Linked DNA regions of Sus scrofa: region 1 is linked to region 2. A link is a contact called in public Hi-C data. All regions are on one chromosome and are shown on one strand. Each heading gives the region's core, a stretch centred on a gene start, on an enhancer-like site or on the middle of the called end of the contact. The rest is flanking DNA. Distances are from core to core; before and after follow the strand shown.

Region 1 (5,452 bases), core at 1,148-3,647, 290 kb before region 2:
ACCCCAGAATACTTGTGCCCTTTCACACCCACCAGTCTAGTGCTGGCCCCTTCTCGCCACGTGCAGGTGCCTAGCCCTCCACACCCACACCAGAACCTCTTGGGGCAGGACCTGCCTGGCCTCCAGCTCTGGCTCCAGGGGCTGTGCCCCCCATGCTCAGCATCCCTCAGCACCAGGCATTGCCCAGCCTGTGGGGGAGCTGAGGTAGCCACCCCATGCTGGTTGGGCAGGGAGGCCATGATGGGCCAGAGTGTCCCAAACCACTAAGTGTCCCTTTGACAGCCCAGGAGGGATGAGGTGGTGGCCATCAGTGTTGAGCTCAGTGAGGGCTCCAAGCCCCACCTACCTGGGGACAACGCAGTCCCACTGGTCACCATTTGGTGCTGGCCGAGCAGCTGGCTCTGAGGGATGGACAGACTGGAGATGGGGGATGGGGGATAGGGGCACAGGGGCCGCACGACAAGGATCAGGATGGGTAGGGGAGCCGCACGGCCACTAGGCTGTCCTCCTCCTGCCTCCCCAGCCCTGGGCCCTCTCAGCCCAGGTGTTTTGGTCCCTAGATTCACCCTCCCTGCCACCTTGCCACCTGGTGGGACCCTGGCCACTCCCTCTGCCCAGAACCCCTCTCCTTCAGAATCCATGCTGCCTGGGCCCCTGAGCCCCCTGCTCCCCATCATGTCCTGACCTCAGGCGGGCCAGCCCAAGCCACTGGGCCCCCATGGCAGGGCTCAGCTGGGGAACCTGGCTCTTCAGGGGCTGAGGCCCATTGACCTAGCAGCCATGTGTAAGGCTCACCTCTAGCAGGAGCGTGTCTGGCAGGTACCGGTCCTTCCAGTGGTCAAGAAAGACCATGTCCAGCGTATCCACATCATATTTCTTCTTCAGCTGAGGGATGATGTCCTGGGATGCCCCGACGACAACGGTCACCTGGAAGAGCCCTTGTCAGTGTCCGGCCCCCAGGGCAAACAGCCCACCCAAACCCCATGCATGCCCACTGGCAATTTACTTTGGGGTTCTGGGAGACAGGTCCTGGCTCTGCCCGTTCCTCTGGGCAGTCTCAGGTCTCCTGCTCTGTAAAACTGGATGCCAGCCAGCTGGGTAAATGTGGCCTCGCTATGACCCAGCCCTCCCTGCTCTCCTGGTCCCCCAGAGTCTCAGTGTCCACATCTGTCATCCCTGGGACAGCAGCGTACCCTGTCCTGCAGGCCTGCGAAGTCCACCACCTGCTGGGCGATGGCAGCATTGTCAGGGTTAAGCTCGATGGTCAGCAGCCGGGCGCTGGGCAGCAGCAGGCGGGCCATGCGCACAGCCGAGTAGCCACAGTAAGCCCCCAGCTCCAGCAGCACAGAAGGACGCTGCTCCTGCACCACAGTGTCCACGATCTGGCCTGCGGGGGTGGAGATGAGCAGGCAAAGGGGCTGGTCCACTCCCACTCCTGGCTCAGCTCCCTCTCCACTGAGAGGCAGCCCCTCTCAACTCCAGCCCGTCAGGCCTTTGTGCTTTCCACACATGCTGTTCCCTCTTTCCCACCATTTTGGGTGACTCATGCTCATCCTGAATCAGAGCTGCCCTCTGTGGAAACCACACCCCACTGTGTCCTCAGGTGGCACTCAGAGCCTCCCAGCTTCCTTGAGCCAGACACTGTCAGAAGGTCCAAGGGGGCCAGACCGTGGCTATTACATCTGTCATCAGGGTCCAACTTCTGGGTACAGGGGGCATGTGACCCAGGCTAGAGGCCAAAGGTCAGGAGGTGGCCTGGGGGAGGGCCTGGAATCTGCACCAGGCAGGGTCCAAGGGTTGCTATATGCCTTCATGCCCAGCCAGAACACCCAGGAGGCACTGCCCGCCCTGTGCCAGCACTGGCTCTGCCAGATGGCGTGAGAGTGCAGGGCTCCCAAGGAGACTGCTGTGGCCTCTGGCCCCTGTGAGCAAGGCCACCTGGAACAGCACCTCCAGGGGCTTATCATCAAACATCCCTCCCTCTGCATGGGGACAGGGTCACGCGTGTCAGGGCCTGAACCTCACCGGGGTGTGGGAGACTGGGCCTCAGCCCACACCGGGGATCATGGCAACCATGGCCTCTCCCGTGCTGGCTGCCACACTGCCTACCTTTCTTTCTGCCCACGTGCATGGCCCACTCCTTCTGAGAGGAGTAGGTGTCGATGGTGTCCAGCACGCTCTCTGGGTCCCCCGCCACTGCGTGCTGCAGCACATATTGCAGAATGCGCTGTTCCTTGCTGCTGCCCATGAGGAGGTTCCTGACGGGAAGCAGGATAAACTCTTCCCAGGCAATGAAGATGAGAGAGCACTTCGGGTGTGGCAGCAGCCACAACAGTGTCAGCAGCACCAGGACCAAGGAGCAGACTGCCAGCAGCAGGGGCAGGGCCTCTAGCATCTGCGAAGGGGTGGGGCGAAGGGGAGGGCAGAAGGCTAGGGCCAGGCAGCCTCACGGCCCCCTGGGAGCACCACGCCCCTTGGCTTTAGCGACTGGCTCTCCTGGCTGATCCACCATCCCACTTTGGGAGTGCTGCTCTGCCCCTTTGTGCTGATGGGGCCAAAGGTTCAGAGGCCAGCCAGATGCCAGGTTGCCAGCTCCCAGTGAGCAGAGCCCCACCTGCAAACCACTTCCTGCTGCAGCCATGCCCCAAGTGAGAGCAGGTTCATCTTTCATCTAGCTGTCCTGCTGGGGGCTGCCAGTCACAGCTGCCCCCACCCCCAGCTGCCTCTTACCTTCCCTGGCAGCCTAAGGACATCACTTTCAGGGGGCCCTCTCCTGCACTCTCTGGCAAGGGCCCCTCTGGGCAATTGTCTGGGGCCCCAGTCAGATGAGCTGGTACTGGAGCAGAGGGTTAAGACAAAAAAGGATTAAATACCAAGAAAGGCGTGACGCTTCCTCTGGGACCCGTGGTCACTCAGGTCATACACAGGGAAAGGCCAATAGTCACTCATGGGGTCACACAAAGGGAAGGACCTTGGAAAGCCAGCGGCCACACAGGACCCTGCTCTCTGAGAAGCTCCCATCTCAACAGCAGGCAGGCCAAGGGTCTTAGAGGGGAGACCCTCCGGCACAGCACAGGACTGTAGACCCCAACACCCTAGACCATGAGGAGGAGCTTGGCAGGCAGAGCAGAGAATGAACAGGGAGGCGTGGACAGTGGCCTGTTTAAATGGGACAGAGTAAGCAGGGGTGAGTGGGTCAGAGTGGTCCCGCCAGCTCTCCCCCTGCCCCACTCTGGCCAGATGGCTCCACCCCCACACTCTTCCTCTGAGCTCAGCAGCAAAGGATGGATCTTTTTTGTGTGTGTCTTTTTAGGGCCATACTCCTGGCATACGGAAGTTCCCAGGCTAGGGGTCAACTGGCTACACTAAAGCCACAGCAATGCGGGATCAAAGCCGCATCTATGACCTACACCACAGCTCATGGCAATGCCAGATCCTTAACCCACTGAGTGAGGCCAGGGATTGACCTTCGTCCTCATGGATACTAGTCAGGTTCGTTAACCACTGAGCCACAACGAGAACTCCTTAGGGGGGTTTTAAGGGGCTTGCCAAGCACACTTTCCAAACCTGCTTCTTGACAGAAGAGAGGGGAGGGGCAAAGCTCTGAGCAGAATGCTATTATCTCCTGACTCCCGCCTCACGGCAGGGGCCTCCTGGGAGGGACAGCCACAGAGGTCTGGTTGGGTCTGTATGAGGCCACCACCAGTGACACTTTAGCATCATGAGAGCCTGAAAGAAGTTGAGGAAAGTTCCTGTCATGGCGCAGTGGAAACAAATCTGACTAGGAACCATGAGTTGCAGATTCGATCCCTGGCCTCACTCAGTGGGTTAAGGATCCAGCGTTGTTGTGAGCTGTGGTGTAGATCGCAGACACGGCTCGGATCTGGCGTTGCCGTGGCTCTAGCATAGGCCGGCAGCAACAGCTCCAATTAGACCCCTAGCCTGGGAACCTCCATATGCTGTGGGTGCGGCCCTCAAAAGAAAAAAAAAAAAAAAGAAGTTGAAGGAGACACATAAATGAAAACACATCCGGAGTTCCCATTGTGGCGCAGTGGTTAACGAATCCGACTAGGAACCATGAGGTGGCGGGTTCGGTCCCTGCCCTTGCTCAGTGGGTTAAGGATCCGGCATTGCCCTGAGCTGTGATGTAGACTGCAGACGCGGCTCGGATCCTGAGTTGCTGTGGCTCTGGTGTAGGCCGGTGGCTTCAGCTCCGATTCAACCCCTAGCCTGGGAACCTCCATATGCCGCGGGAGTGGCCCAAGAAATAGCAACAACAACAATAACAAAAAAGACAAAAAGACAAAAAAAAAAAAAAAATTCCACATTTACGGACTGGAGACTGACACTGTCAAGATGTCATCATTACCTGCGGAGACCCTCAGACACAATGCAACACCCACCCTGAAGGTCATATGGAGTCTTAAGGGACCCACATGAGCCAAAACAATTCTGGAAAAGAATGAAGCTAGAGGACTCACACATCCTGATCTCGAACCTACCATGAAGCTACTGCAGTGTGGTTCTTGCACAAGACCAATGGACAGAACTGAGAGGCCAGAAACAAACCCTCACATTGGTGTTTACAAGGTGTCAGGACCCCTCCATGGGAGAGTTCACAGTTGGCTCTGGGACAACTAGAATTCCACCCACAAGAGGGCGTACCTCACACCACATACAAAAAATAACTCAAAATGCACCCAAGACCTGACTTGAAGAGTGAAATCACAAAACTCTTAGAAGAAAACACAGTAAATCTTCATGGCCTTGAATTTGGCAATGGAATCTTAGAGATGACACCAAAAGCACAGGCAACAAAAGACAAATAGATACATTCAATTTCACTAAATTAAAAACTTTGTACATCAAAGGACACTATCAGGAGAGCCAAGGACCACCCACGTAGTGGGAGAAAATAATCTGCAAACCACATATGTGATGCGGGTTAAAATCCTGAATATATAAAGAACTCCTACAACTCAAAGACAAAGAGATGGCAACCCCACTAGAATATGAGCAAAGGAACTGAATAGACATATTCCCAAAAAAGACAAACTGCTGACCAATAAGCACGTGAAAATATGCTCGGCAGCACTGGTCACTAGGGAAATGCCAATTAAAACCACAAGGTACCACTTCACACCCATCAGGTTGACTGCCCCCCCCCAAAAAAAAGGGACATGCAAGCATGGGTGGGATGTGGAGAAATCAGAAACTCATGCACGTCTGATCGGAACATAGGACGATGCAGCTGCTGTGGAAAACAGTTGGCAGTTCCTCAAAAAGTTAAATATAGAGTTACATGTGATCCAGCAATTCTACTTCTGGGTGTGTCCCCAAAAGAACTGAGAGCAGGGACTTGCACCTAAACTTTGTCCACCGTACACTCACAGCAGCAGGAGTCACAGTGGCCAAGAGGTGGAAACAGATGAACGGATGAAGGAAGCCCTGT
Region 2 (4,928 bases), core at 659-3,158:
GCTGTGGTGTTTTTTCTTCATTTGACCTTTCTTTTTCCAGGTCATAGTTGTCATAGTTGCCTTTGGCCTGGAAAAAAAGTGGTTTAAACAGATAAGTGCTCTCTATAAATAGTGGCTCTCCCATTACTCTGGCTGCAATTTAAGTATTTGAGGAAGGGTGTTTCTATTTTGATTTTACAATGTTGGTTTGTTTGTTTTTTTCATCACTAAAAGACATTACTCGGAAAAGCTGATCTGAAAGCATTTCCACTTTTATTTTGATTTCATTTGGAAATAACTGCCTTCTTAATCAGTCTCTTCTGCTGTAAAACAACATGGTGAAGCACATATATGAGTATTAGAATAAATGAAAGCTAAAGAAGTGTTCTTTCTCCTTCCCTACCCACCACTCCCAGTTTTAATGTATTAAATCATTAAAGTTTCTGTTGGCCTGTCTTTATTTACTAGTATTAATTTAGTCTCACTTTCTATAATATGAGCTCTTTTGACATGTTAATCCAATTATTTTAATCTTTTGTTCCTTAAAACTAATTCTGAATCAAGAATTTCAAATAAAAACAGGCAATGATTAAAATCTGAATTGCCTCTAAATGTTTGATGAGGTACCAACATGAGTTGACAGTTGGGCCACTGACCCAGCTGGAGGGAGGCCTGCTTGCAGGTGCCGATCCAATCCTGTGCTTAGAAAAGAACTCTTCTGGGGGCTCCCTAAGAATATAGGGAGAAATGAGGTTCTCTGACCCCTGGGTGGGGATGGTCAGGCCCAGCAGGGTATTCCCTTGTTCCTACTTGTCTGAATGGAGCTCCCCTGCAGGACGATGGACCAGGGTTTACCCACATGTCCTAAGAATGAGCAAAGGTCATCATGGTGACCAGGGCTGGGCCCTCTGGTCCATACCACTGGCAATGAATGTGACCTACCTGACTGTCCACTTAAGGGGTCCTGGGGTCACTGGCAGAAGTCAAAGCCCTCCTTAGCGGGTAGACAGCCACAGTTTGCTGGATCACATCTGCTAACAGGTCATTTTATGCATAATGATTGTTAATGGAGCATGATTGTCCTGGGTTTTTGTCTTCTCTGAGCAACATCCACTGTGTAGACAAGGAAAGCCCTCCTGGTCCTTTCCTGGAGGCACACTCCCTGCTTGGGCCACAGGTGGACCCCATTGGTAGGTCTTCTGGTGACACAGTGGGGTGTTGTCTGTGGGCATGGTCGTCACTGCCGTACCCCGGCCTGCAGCTGGCCATAAACGATGTCTTCTCCGAGCTTGCTCTGTGAGCCAGCTTTCCCACCTGACCCAGTGTCACTCCCCAGGGAGCCAGGCATCCACCTTGCAAGGGGCCCCAGGGCCTGTACAAGGTTGGCAGGAGATGGAGAACCACCATCTGCAGCGGTGTCGCAGGCCCACCAGACTACTCCCCTTCGCTGTCATTGTCTCCTGGGCATCTGTGAACAAAGGTCCTGTCTCCCCAGACTCAGTGAGCATCGCCCCTAACACGACATCCGGACACCCACCCGCAGGGCTTGCTTTCCCCTCCGTGGCCTCATAGCCCGGCACATCCTGGACACTGGCGAGATTGCTGCAGCCAGAGACCTGGCCACGAGGCGCTGATGCCGGTTTGTGCTTACGAAATGTACAGGTCTTTTATGAAAATAAAGTTTCTGTTAAGAACCCGTCTGAACCGCGTGGTTCCGTCAGAAACGGCCTCTGTAGCCCAGCGCTTGCGGGCCAGAGCTGACGGCCGCTGTCACCACCTCAACGCAGCTCTGCGACCCGGGCGGCGCGCTCCGCTTACACCGGCCCTGCAGGCCCCGCCCCGGCCTCTAGGTCCCACTCCCCGCCCGCCCTCGGCTGTTATTGGCTGCTAACCCGGACGTCCTGTTCACCCGGCAAGCGGTGAGATCTCGGGGCTCATTGGTTCCTCCACCGTCAGTCACACGGCCCGCGGGCTCAGGAGGCGGGCTCAGCAGGCTCCTGGACATGGCGGAAGGCGGAGGCTGGCAGGTGATCGGTGGAGGTGCCGCGTCGGGCGGTGACTGGGTTCGGGAGGGGCGGACCGGCGGACGGTGACCGGGTTCGGGCCGCGCGGGGCGGGCACTGCGTCCCCGCTCACTCTCGGGTCCCCGCAGCCACCACGCCCGTGTGAGGCCTACCGAGCGGAGTGGGAGCTGTGCCGCAGCGCCGGGCACTTCCTGCACCATTACTACGTCCACGGGGAGAGGCCGGCCTGCGGGCAGTGGGGACGCGACCTGGCCAGCTGCCGCGAGTGGGAGGAGCGCCGCAGCGCCGAGGCCCAGGTGAGGCCCAGGTGATCTGCCTCGCCTGCAGAGAGTGGTTCTGCCGAACTCTGGAAGACGAGGACCAAGCCCAGCGGCGTCACCCAGCCGGGGGCACAAGAAGGCCTGACGCTGCAGGGAACAGGGGCCGGGCCGCAGGGGCTGCGGTGAGGATAGACCTGGCAGACTTTAAAAGAGGGGCTAGATCCTAGCCTCCACGCATGCTGGGACGCCTGCTTTGATTTACATCTTTAAAAGATCAGTGTGGCTGCCAGGGTGAGAGAATATAATGGTGGAGGCGTGGGAGACCAGTCAGGAGAGAGTTCTTGTCCATTCATTCAGCAGACACTGAACACTTTGGAAGGTCACAGCCCCTGTCCTGGCTCCTACATCCCAGTCTAGGATACAGGGGTGCCTTGGAGCCGGAGGGTGGGGGTAGGGGATGGAGTGAAGCTGTGAGTGGGCAGTGCTCATGGGGAGTTGGGGGTTTTCGGGGGAGGGAGCCAGCAGGACTAGTGTGTGTAAAAGAAAATGATGCCAAGTCTTGATAAGTGGAAAGTGGGAAAGATAGTTGTAGTTTCTATGGGAAGAATGCTGTATAATATTTTAAAGGTAGCTGTCATGTATCACTAAGAAAAATGGAAATGATTTTAGAGTAGAAAAGCAGGCAAGGAGCACAAAGAAATTCATTCTAAAAGGAAACCAAATGGTCTGGTATAGGATTGAAATGACAGTAAGTGGTTTCTGCCCAGTGGAATGTCCACAGGGGTTTGCAGAGTCAGGCACTTGGGCAGTGCTGATGGAATGTCAGGAGTTCTGATTATCTAAATGTCAAACACATACCTTTTAACCCCACAATTTTAACTCTGAAAGTTTATCCTAAGGAAGTAATTGGGTAACAAATTACAGGTTCAAAATGTGCATAGTGTCACTGTTTGTAATAGTGCAAAGACTGAAAGTGTCCTAAAGCCCAGTAATAGACATTTGACCAGATGATGTCTTCTCCATCATGGAGTATCACACAGCTCTTAAGAACAGGTAGTAATCCATCCCCATGTGCAGAGATACCCACAGTATGTCACTTAATGAGAAAAGCGAGATGTTCACTAGCCAGATTATTCCTTCCTTGGGAAACGTAATAGCTCTAAAATTTAGGCCTCAGATGGTATTGGGGAAGCTGTTGATTCACTGCAGAGATGGAGATCTAGGAGTCTTCCACATTGACTCTGTGTTTTTTATTTTTATTTTTTTAGGGCAGCACTGGCAGCATATGGAAGTTCCCAGACTAGGGGTCAAATTGCAGCTACAACTCCTGGCCTATGCCATGCAACTTGGGATCCAAGCCACGTCTGTGACCCACAGCACAGCTCATGGCAACGCCACATCCCTGACCCACTGTGCAAGGCCAGGGTAGAACCCCAATCCTCATGGATACTAGTTGGATTTGTTTCCGCCTCTCTACAACGGGAACTCCCCTCTGATTGTTTTTTAAATGAGATCAAAAACATCCCATATGAGACAGTAGGACTTGAACGAAAACAGGTGGAGGTGAAACTACACTTAAAGCAGCCAGCACAGCGCCTGCACCCAGTAGGCCCTGTCCTGGCTGTTATTGGTGGGAGTGGAACCTGTTGCCTGTGGGACTCCAGGCGTGTGTCCCTAGCATCACCCTTCCTCTAGCCACTCTTTCAGGCTGTCTTCTCCTGCTTAGCCCACAGCTGGTCCTAGCAGGTGAGTCTGGTAAGGTCAAGGGAAGGCATTGCACCCTGAGGCCCAGGAGGAAAGTTTTAAAATTTCCTTGAGAAGTTCCCGTTGTGGCACAGTGGAAACAAATCCGACTAGGAACCATGAGGTTGCGGGTTCAATCCCTGCCCTTGCTCAGTGGGTTAAGGATCCAGTGTTGCCATGAGCTATGGTGTAGTTGTGGTTGCGGCTCGGATCTGGCATTGCTGTGGCTCTGGCGTAGGCCAGTGGCTACAGCTCCGATTAGACCCCCTAGCCTGGGAACCTCTATATGCCGCGGGAGCAGCCCTAGAAAGGCAAAAAGACAAATAAATAAATAAATAATGTCCTCGAAGAGTTTCCTTCGTGGCTCAGTGGTTAACGAACCCAAGAAGGAACCATGGTGTTGCAGGTTCAATCCCTTGCCTTGCCGTGAGCAGTGGTGTAGGTTGCAGGTGTGGCTCAGATCTGACATTGCTGTGGCTGGGGCGCAGGCTAGCAGCTATAGCTCCAATTCAACCCTAAGCCTGGGGAACTTCCATATGCCACAGGAGCAGCCCCAAAAAGCAAAAAAAAAAAAAAAAAAAAAATCCTTGAAAATGGTTATCTGCACAGCAGGTTTTTGCGGTAGCTCAGGAGAAGAATGAGCATCTTGGATGTGTATGTGCCAGGTGCTCACCAAGGTTTCCTGGGCATTGTCACGTGTGTGGCTGGTGCGGAGAGTGGACATGTACAGGGAGCACGTGAGGCTGAGAGTGACTGTGACCACTCTCCTTTGCAGCGGTCCCTCTGTGAAAGTGAGCGGGCGAGAGTCCGGGCTGCGCAAAAGCACCCCGTAGTGTGGACCCCCAGGCGGAGTCCCCCCACAGACTGGCACCTCCCTCTGCCTCAGGACAAGGATGGGTGACACCCTCACAACTTTCTCCGC

The links. A called contact is a pair of places that touch in the nucleus more often than the background predicts.
Region 1: a Hi-C map of liver shows a contact between it and region 2, with 4 times the contacts expected there. The contact joins the promoter of COMT here to the promoter of C14H22orf39 in region 2. A contact is called at or near these places in 1 of 5 promoter capture datasets (liver), 1 of 47 Hi-C or Micro-C datasets (liver) and 1 of 2 datasets of contacts at active chromatin or transcription factors (alveolar macrophages).

What each region holds. Positions count from the first base shown.
Region 1 is chr14:51,395,284-51,400,735 of Sscrofa11.1, reverse strand. COMT (catechol-O-methyltransferase) reads right to left here and starts at 2,397. Exons shown (of 4, transcript NM_001195330.2): 1 at 2,110-2,397; 2 at 1,194-1,387; 3 at 796-927. The coding sequence starts at 2,395.
Region 2 is chr14:51,109,365-51,114,292 of Sscrofa11.1, reverse strand. C14H22orf39 (UPF0545 protein C22orf39 homolog) reads left to right here and starts at 1,908. Exons shown (of 3, transcript XM_001929616.6): 1 at 1,908-2,006; 2 at 2,132-2,299; 3 at 4,782-4,928. The coding sequence starts at 1,983. The coding sequence ends at 4,907. It overlaps UFD1 (ubiquitin fusion degradation protein 1 homolog), which reads left to right. Exons shown (of 12, transcript XM_001929622.7): 12 at 1-435.